Regions from separate parts of the Mus musculus genome. Here region 1 is linked to region 2. A link is a contact called in public HiChIP or PLAC-seq data. All regions are on one chromosome and are shown on one strand. The core of a region is the stretch at or near the end of the contact, and the rest is flanking DNA. Distances in the headings are between cores, read along the strand shown.

The links. HiChIP or PLAC-seq counts read pairs in DNA pulled down with a chosen protein or histone mark.
Region 1: a contact with region 2 is called in an H3K27ac HiChIP or PLAC-seq map of epiblast stem cells, with 2.4 times the contacts expected there. The contact joins two enhancer-like sites.

The regions. Positions count from the first base shown.
Region 1 is chr16:87,718,695-87,723,185 of GRCm38.p6, forward strand. It overlaps Bach1 (BTB and CNC homology 1, basic leucine zipper transcription factor 1), which reads left to right. Exons shown (of 5, transcript NM_007520.2): 3 at 113-1,456; 4 at 3,708-3,914. Among named protein-coding and RNA genes, the nearest start is that of Gm32925, 18 kb to the right of the region's middle. Within about 2 kb of position 1,502, at least 19 of the 459 cell types and tissues checked have an H3K27ac peak or open chromatin away from gene starts, as enhancers often do. A contact at or near this core is called in epiblast stem cells, where this site is marked.
Region 2 is chr16:87,390,966-87,395,373 of GRCm38.p6, forward strand. It overlaps Ltn1 (listerin E3 ubiquitin protein ligase 1), which reads right to left. Exons shown (of 30, transcript NM_001081068.1): 25 at 3,557-3,743. Among named protein-coding and RNA genes, the nearest start is that of Gm25896, 26 kb to the right of the region's middle. Within about 2 kb of position 3,101, at least 31 of the 459 cell types and tissues checked have an H3K27ac peak or open chromatin away from gene starts, as enhancers often do. A contact at or near this core is called in epiblast stem cells, where this site is marked.

The DNA.
Region 1 (4,491 bases), core at 252-2,751, 330 kb after region 2:
TGCCTATCGTTTGGTGATCTCAGATCAGTTTGCCCTTTCCTTGTTGCTCTTCTGTCTCCCCGACCAGACAGCTGCTGAGCCGTGTGTTGATTTTTATCTTGTGTATTAACAGGTAACGGTTAAAGGATTTGAACCTTTAATTCAGTTTGCCTACACTGCCAAACTCATTTTAAGTAAAGACAATGTTGACGAAGTGTGCAGGTGTGTGGAGTTTCTAAGCGTACACAATATCGAGGAATCCTGCTTCCAGTTTCTCAAGTTTAAGTTTTTGGACTCCACTTCAGAGCAGCAGGAATGCGCAAGAAAAAAATGCTTCTCCTCACACTGTCAGAAAGCAGATTTTAAATTTTCATTTTCAGAACAGAAAGATCTCGAAATCGATGAAGCAGATGAATTCTTGGAAAAGAAACGTGTTCAGACGCCTCAGTGTGACTCCCGCAGGTGTCAGGGCAGTGTAAAAGCATCCCCCCCTCTCCAGGACAGTGTCAGTCAGGCGTGCCAGTCCCTGTGCACGGACAAGGATGGAGCCCTGGCATTGCCATCTCTATGCCCCAAATACAGAAAGTTCCAGAAAGCGTTTGGAACTGACAAGATCCGAACTCTAGAATCCGGTGTCAGAGATGTCCACACTGCCTCTGTCCAGCCAAATGAGACCTCTGAACTTGAGTGTTTTGGGGGAGCGCAGGGCTGTGCAGATTTACACGTGATTTTAAAATGTGAAGGAATGAAGGCAGCCATGGAGAGTGAAGACACAGAGGGCCAGGATCCCTCCCCTCAGTGCCCTGCAGAGCAGCCCCAAGGGACACCCTTGCCTCAGGATTCTGCAGGACCTCACGGGCTCTACTCCTTGTCAGCCTTACACACATATGAGCAGTCAGGTGACGTGGCCTTTGCTGGGGTGCAGAGTAAAACCGTGAAGACAGAAAAGCCTCTGTCGAGGCCAGATGCCCAGGACGAGAAGCCATCGGAAAATCAGGATTTATATCTGAAGTCTAGCATGGGCCCTAAAGAAGACAGCAGCAGCCTTGCATCTGAGGATCGGAGTAGTGTGGAGCGAGAGGTGGCAGAGCACCTGGCCAAAGGCTTCTGGAGTGACATTTGCAGCACGGACTCGCCTTGCCAAATGCAGTTGTCGCCCACTGTGGCCAAAGACGGCCCAGAACAGGGCTACTCGCAAAGGCGATCTGAGTGTCCCTGGTTGGGTATCAGGATCAGTGAGAGCCCCGAGCCAGGCCAGCGGACTTTCACAACTCTCAGTTCCGTCAACTGCCCTTTTATCAGTACTCTGAGTTCCGAAGGCTGCTCAAGCAACTTGGAAATTGGAAACTACGATTATGTCTCGGAGCCTCAGCAGGAGCCTTGCCCGTATGCTTGTGTGATTAGCCTGGGAGATGACTCTGAGACGGACACGGAAGGTGACAGCGAGTCCTGTTCTGCCAGGGAGCAGGACTGTGAGGTAAGTGGACGTGTGCGCTCACTGTTCACACAGCCCGTTCATGGGAGATGCAGGGGGTTGGGGGAGCGAGGGAGGAAGGGAGAGACCATGTGATAAGCTCCGGCTGGGTGAGATGGAGTGTGTGCATGCATCACACATTGCTGTGTGTATTAATCATGGGGGAGAACACAACATAGGCTTGAGTAACTTGTAATCACATGTTCCAGTAGGGAGAAGGGACAGCAAGCTTTTCATCTGTGGTTAATGGTAACTTTTAAAGGAGACTGTCATTTAGTCTGTAGTGCCTGTAGCCCCCAGGTTATCAAACCTGAGCCCAGTCTGATATGTGAGCCGTGGCTGGCTGTGAATAGCTGCATGATTGTGGTGTGCAGGAAAGCTTTCTCAGAATTAATTTTCAAAGCTATTGATTTTATTTATTGTTTTGGTTTTCTTTAGCCATTTTAAGTATTTGTTTAATAGATATCTTAATAATTTAGCATGAGTTACTTGTGGCTACTGACTTATATTAACCACAGCAAGCTTGCTCTGTGCATTCAGTGTGTAGAGGTTTGTACAAATGCTTGCTTCCTGTAAGATGATTCAGTAGAGAGTAGGGATCCGTGTCTTAGAAATAAGGATTCTTTCGTTTTCAAGTCAGTTTTCTTTTTACAGTGGCCATTCTCACTTTGCTTCTCTAATTTTCAGCCATACTCTTTGTCCTTTTTATGTGTGTTTTACTTGCCTTTTTTTTTTTTTTTTTTTTTTTTTTTTTAGTGTCCTAAGTGCACTGTATTAGTGGCGTTGTATTCGCGTGGTGCATCTCTATAACTTGCTTTTGTAATTCAAACTCTAAGAACACCCGTGCCCCACCCCACCTCCCTCTTCTGTCGCTGTTGGTTTGACCGTTTTAGTTATCACCTGTAATGGGTAAGATAATGTAGGGTTCACCCCGTGGAATTTGGTTGATTTTTTTGGCCCGGTGGAATGCTCTTCAGACCGCAGCTTTCCTTTTCCGTAAGGCTGACCTGAGTTCCACAGAGTGCGCATGCGCCACCTCTCCTTCACGCTCTCAGCCGTGCCAGGCTCAGGCTGTCTCTGCCTGGGCTGCTGTGGATGTGAGCGCCGCAGTGCGTGTAGAAAGGCAAACACCACTTTGAGGTCTGAATTCAAACCTCAGAGGTACCTGGGGGTAGGAGTCCTTGCTACGTACGTGGCACGCACTTTAATCTTCCTGAAAACTCGATGCTGGTTTTCATCGCATCGGCGCTGCTTCCTGCCATCCCTGTATCAGGACCTATTTTTCCACGACCCGTTCTTCACCACTGTCTTTGCTTTGTAGCAATTTTACAGCGTAAGACAGAGGAGGCTGCCTTTTCTGGAAGGAGATGGAGTGTAAGGCCCCAGGGTTCAGTTACTGGAACCACCAAAACAGACCGACCCAAAAATACTCTAGGAAAAAAATCCTCCTTTTTTGTTCTAATAGTTTCTCCATTGGCAAGTGAGATGTATTGCTTTTTAAATAAGCCATATGAAATTAAATTTTTGTCAGAACGGAAATTTCTTAACATGCTATAGAAATGATTAGCCCACTTAATACCAACAAGTATTGTGTAGTGCCTTTGTGTGGTAATTAATATTCAATAAAATGGAATTTATTTGGGGAAATAAGGAGCACATGTTAAAAACTCTTTAGGCAGAAACTTAAAGAAGTTGTTAATTAGTAACTTCTTTAAGCTACTAGTAAAGTACTAACATACACTGGTAAGGTAACTTCCTTTTGAATGCAGTGCTGTTTGGCTGGTGTGTCTGGTTTGCTGATGTGTGTGACTGTTGAACTCTCTCCCAGGCCCGGAGCGTCAGGTGGGCTGTTAGGTCTTATTGGGGTGGATTATGTAGAAACTGAAGAGCAGAGACCTATTTGTTAAGGATTTGTTTTACTTAGGTGCATATGTGTGTCCTTGTGTGGGTATGTGCACGTGTGTGCTGGTGCCCACATAGAGCAGAGGTGTTGGATCCCTGGAGCTGAGGTCACAGTCAGTTGTGAGCTGCTTAACACGGGGTCTAGACACAGAACTCAGCTCTCCTGCAGGGCTGTAGCACCAGGAACTTCTGAACTGTTCCTCCAACCTAAGGTCTGTGTCTTTTGTAATGTGCTAAAGTGTCTAAAAAAATGTAACAGGTGACTTCCCGTGTCACTGACGTAGTCAGTCTTCATTGATCTTTATCCACTAATGTCTTCACTGATGTTCATAATGTGTATTTCACATTCTAGGTGAAGCTGCCATTCAATGCCCAACGGATAATTTCGCTCTCACGAAATGATTTCCAATCCTTGTTGAAAATGCACAAACTGACCCCAGAGCAGCTCGACTGTATCCATGACATCCGCAGAAGGAGTAAGAACAGAATCGCCGCGCAACGCTGTCGCAAGAGGAAACTTGACTGTATCCAGAACCTTGAGTCGGAAATCGAGAAGCTGGTAAGTGTGTGGCTGTCTCGGGTTGCTAAAGCCCAGACCTTTCTGTTTGTAGAATAAAGAGTTACTTAAGTTCCAAGGTAAGATTCAGAGTTCAAATACCATTTAAGAGAAACTAGGAGATGTTCAGGAAGATTAGAAGATCTAAAATAGGGTCTCCATTAATTCTTTTGATTTGTATGCATTCTACATTTTTAGCATATACTAAAAATGTGTGGGTGGGGAAGTATTTCTGGATTTTTTTTTGAGTTTTCAATTTAATGGCTGTTCTAATTCTTAGTGGTTGAATAAAGATTAAAGTAATTATATAATACTTTATGATGTTTGATTCCTGTAAGAGCTATTTTCCAGTTGAGTAGAACTGCAGACCTGAATTACCTGTTCTGGTACCAAGACCAAGCAGATGAACCAGGCTCTGTCTGCCAAGGGAGAAGTCTGATGTGATGTGATATGGTTAGAGTAGAAACCTCCGCTGCCGCCGTGTCATCCTCAGTGCACGGAGTGATTGCCTATTGGACCTGTCTCTTCCAGCTTCAAAGCATAAGCTCATTGCAAGATTATTAATTTGCCCACATTTGTG
Region 2 (4,408 bases), core at 1,851-4,350:
TACGAGCTTGGAAGATAATGTTGAGAACAGTGCAGAAGATGGAGGCCTGGCTTGTGAAATTTCAGAGGGAAAATTAAAGACTCTTTTCAGGGCCATTGCTAGTTTGGAGTTTGATTATTCTATGGTTCTGGTTAGCTGGGGCTGAAGAATCAGCTGTGAGTAACAAGATACCAGAACTACTAAAGCAAAATCTTTGCATTACTGGGACTATTGATGCTGGTTAGCTGGAGCTAAGAAATTAGCAGTGATTAAGAAGAGACCAGCATCGTTGAGGTGACGTCTTCTGGGAAGTGTTTTCTGAAAGCACAAAGAGGCTGTGTTCCAGAGATAGCCAAGGTTGTACTTCTGCTGCAGCAGGACTTGGTAATGTGTAAGGGTCACCCAGGTGGTACTGGTTTTGAAGTCATGAAGGGGTCACGCAAAGCAGCTGAGGCTCGGCACTGTGAGAGGCCATGGAAGGCCATTGGTGAAGGTGCAGCCTCAGTTGAAGTTGATGGCCCAGGACTGAAGGGGTCACGCAGTGTTTTGGAGATGCCAGGACCATGAGATGACAAAGAACAGCAGCAGCAGTGGAGTACAGGCATCTGGAGCCTAAAGGAAAAGCTGTGTGCTACAATGGACAGGGCTGGAGAAGTGACCTTAGCCCTTGGAGGAGACCAGAAGATCGTGAGTTGGATCCCAGACATTGGACAGTTGGAGTTTAATTTTTGCTTTTGATTGTGACTGTGCCCTGATATTTTTCCTTCTTAAAGGAAGAAAGTATTTTAGTGGAGCCCACAGTTAAGAGACTTTGGATTTTAAAAGACTTTGGATTTTAAAAGAGATGGATATTTTAAAGAGATTGAAATTTTAAGAATATTTAAGACTGTGGGACATTTAAAGTTATTTAGATCTTGGGGATGAATAAGAATGTAAGGGTCCAGGCCTACTAGTGATGTGTTTGTGTGTCAAGTTGACAGGGGGTCAATTGTACTGGCTAGTTTTGTGTCAACTTGACACAGCTGGAGTTATCACAGAGAAAGGAGCTTCAGTTGGGGAAATGCCTCCATGAGATCTAACTGTAAGGCATTTTCTCAATTAGTGATCAAAGGGGAAAGGCCCCTTGTGGGTGGGACCATCTCTGGGCTGATAGTCTTGGGTTCTATAAGAGAGCAGGCTGAGCAAGCCAGGGGAAGCAAGCCAGTAAAGAACATCCCTCCATGGCCTCTGCATCAGCTCCTGCTCCCTTGCCTGCTTGCCGTGTGGGACTGAATAACTGCTAGATCCTTGCACTTCCATTCACAGCTGCGACTGAACCATTGTTGGGAACTGGACTACAGACTGTAAGTCATCAATAAATTCCTTTACTATATATAGACTATCCATAAGTTCCATGATTCTAGAGATCCCTGACTAATACAGGGGGAAAGGAGGAATTGGGAGCAGTAGGAGAGATAAGGTTGTAATCAGAATATATTGTATGAAAAAAAAGATTTTCAATTAAAAACTGTTGCTGGGCACTGTGGTATATACCTTTAATCCCAGCATTCACAAGACAGAGGTAGACCTTGTGAGGTCCAAGCCACAGCTCCATAGTGAGACCTTGTATTTACATTTTTTTTAAAAAAATTTTTGCACAATCTTTTTGGTTTCCTGCCTATCTTTTTTTTTTTTTTTTTTTTTTTTTAAAGAATAGAATAGAGTTTATTCAGGGCATGGGGAGGAGTTGAGAGGCTAGCAGAGTCAGAGAAAGGCCGGGGTGGGGGATGGGGGGGTGGGGGGTAGGTAGAGGCCAGCCATGAGCACGTTGTGGGGGGGATGGGGAGAGAGTAGGAGCAGGAAGGGAAGAGCAAGTGAGAAGCAAGAGCGGTCCCTGCCTATGCTGAGACACAAAACCACAGTGAATGTCCATTTTCCTGATATAAGGAATATGGTCACTTTTAAGATGACAAATTTCATACATACCAAAGTCTGAATTTGATGTTAATTTTTGGACATCAATAATATTTTAGGAACAAATCTAAAAGCTCCAAAAAAGACCCTTAAAATACGCCGGGCGTGGTGGCACACACCTTTAATCCCAGCACTTGGGAGGCAGAGGCAGGCGGATTTCTGAGTTTGAGGCCAGCCTGGTCTACAAAGTGAGTTCCAAGACAGCCAGGGCTACACAGAGAAACCCTGTCTCAAAAAAAAAAAAAAAAAGACTCTTAAAATACATCAGCAAATAATAGTAGCATAAGTACTAAACTTAAGAACAGGCTTGACAAGGAATAAAATATTCTGTTTGGCAATTGGATCAATGTTGCCCCTAGTATGATCCTCCCCTAAACTACACAAATATAAGACTGTACAAACTTGGCCAGGCATGGTGGCAAGAATTTACAAACTAATATGTTTGTACTAAGGCATGGGTATAAGCAACAACATAAAGTATAGTTTAAGAATTCTGAAAAATTGGGGCTGGCGAGATGGCTCAGTGGTTAAGACTGCTCTTCCGAAAGTCCCGAGTTCAAATCCCAGCAACCACATGGTGGCTCACAACCATCTGTAACGAAATCTGATGCCCTCTTCTGGAGTATCTGAGGACAGCTACAATGCATTTACATATAATAAATAAATAAATCTTTTAAAAAAAATTCTGAAAAATTGATTGGAAAGTACATTTGAAGCAGGACATTCTCTGCTAAATACTTCTGTATTGATGTGAGAAGAAACTTGCCAAGGCTGATTAAACCAAAGTCTGACATGGGGAAAGTGTACACTTGTATTCCCAGCACTCGTGAGGCTGAGGCAGGGGGATGCATGTGTCTTGAAACAAACATGAGACCAACATGAGAGCAAGGTCATATCTTAAAATTGACACAAAGGGTTTTGTTGTTGCTGTTTATTTTTAGATGAAGTGTATTTCTCAAGAAGCAAAAGCTAGAACGGTGCATGATGGCACACACCTACACTGCTAGGAGTGGGGAGGCCGAGGCAGCAGACTTGAGTGCACGCGGGGCTGGATCACATAGCTAGGTTCTGTCTGACAAATGAGAGAAGAGTGTGGGAGCAGAGCGGGGAGGAGGGCAGAGAGGCTGAGCCGGTTCTTCCGACATGTGAAATAACAGAGACATCTAGTGGTCGATGCAGCAACTGCACAATCTATTAGATTAGGGTAGCTATTACAAAGGCTACCTGGCTGGACTAGTGTCATGATGGGGGAAATACTGCTTAGGACACTTGGTAGCCTTTCAAAGACTGTCTTCAGATCTCGGGTTTTCCGTGACATAACAACTGCATCTGTGCAGCAAGACGGTGGCTCCCAAAACAGCAGCACCTAATTATCTAAAGTCACCATCAGAACAAAGCTAAGCCATACAGAGAAAAACAATTACCAGACACATTTACACGGTCACTCCTGGGGACAGAAGCACGCATCTGACAGAGTACATGGTGTTGACAGCAGGCGTGTGAGCCTGGCTGGCCAGGCTGAGATTGGATGCAGAGCATCCCCGCTCAGACAGGAAGGAAGGTGCTTTGAGAAACACTGCAATGCAACAGCACCCCACCCTCCAACAGCCCAGAACTTATTTACCTGAGACGATGCAGCTTTGAAGAAAGTCAGTATTAACTTCCAAGTGAGGAGGTATCCCAGGACATAGCAGAAGTCCTCGCTCAGTGGCTTAACGGTCACGATCTGGCCCACAGGGACACAGCCCAGGACATTCTCCAGCAGCTCCTCCTGAGAGCTGAGGAGAGACATCAGCGCGGCCGGCGGCGACCTGGGAAACAACGTCACACAGGACCATTCACCTGTCTCGAACAAACATCTTCCCTATTTTCCAAAAACCAAAACTCCATACTGTAAAAAGATGCTACATGTCAACATCCAAATACGGCTGTAGAAAACAGCAATCCCAACTTTCCGTTATAATTAAGAGATAAGTGATTTCTGTCAAGGCAGGTTGGGGAAGGCTAAGGAACCCTTAGTAGCCCTGCACCAACCGAGGAGGAGGAGGCACCGAGCCTCACCTTACTGTCCACCCTGCTGTCTTACTTTACAGTTACAACATATCAAATAGATCACAGTTCATCGGAAGGTTAAACTCGTAGCCAAAGCGTCTGTACGCTGCAACGCTGACACTCCCGGTAACTCAGGGCCACTTGCATGTGGACTGGGGGTCTCAGAAAGTGAAGTTCTCGTTGGCCTTTCAGAACCACTCAGCACTCTAACCTGGTTCTTGCTTTTCCTTTCGTGCTACTTTCTCTGCTGGCTTTCTCCAAGCTTCTGCCATCCCATGGCCGCGCCTTCTAGTCTGACCTTCGCTATTGTCTTACAAACATCATCTGAAATCGCTTTGCATACGGCCATCCAATACCGTCATCTCACTTCTGGAATGACTCCACCTCAGCTTGCTCTTCTCTGCCACTTATGCTTCACCTCAGA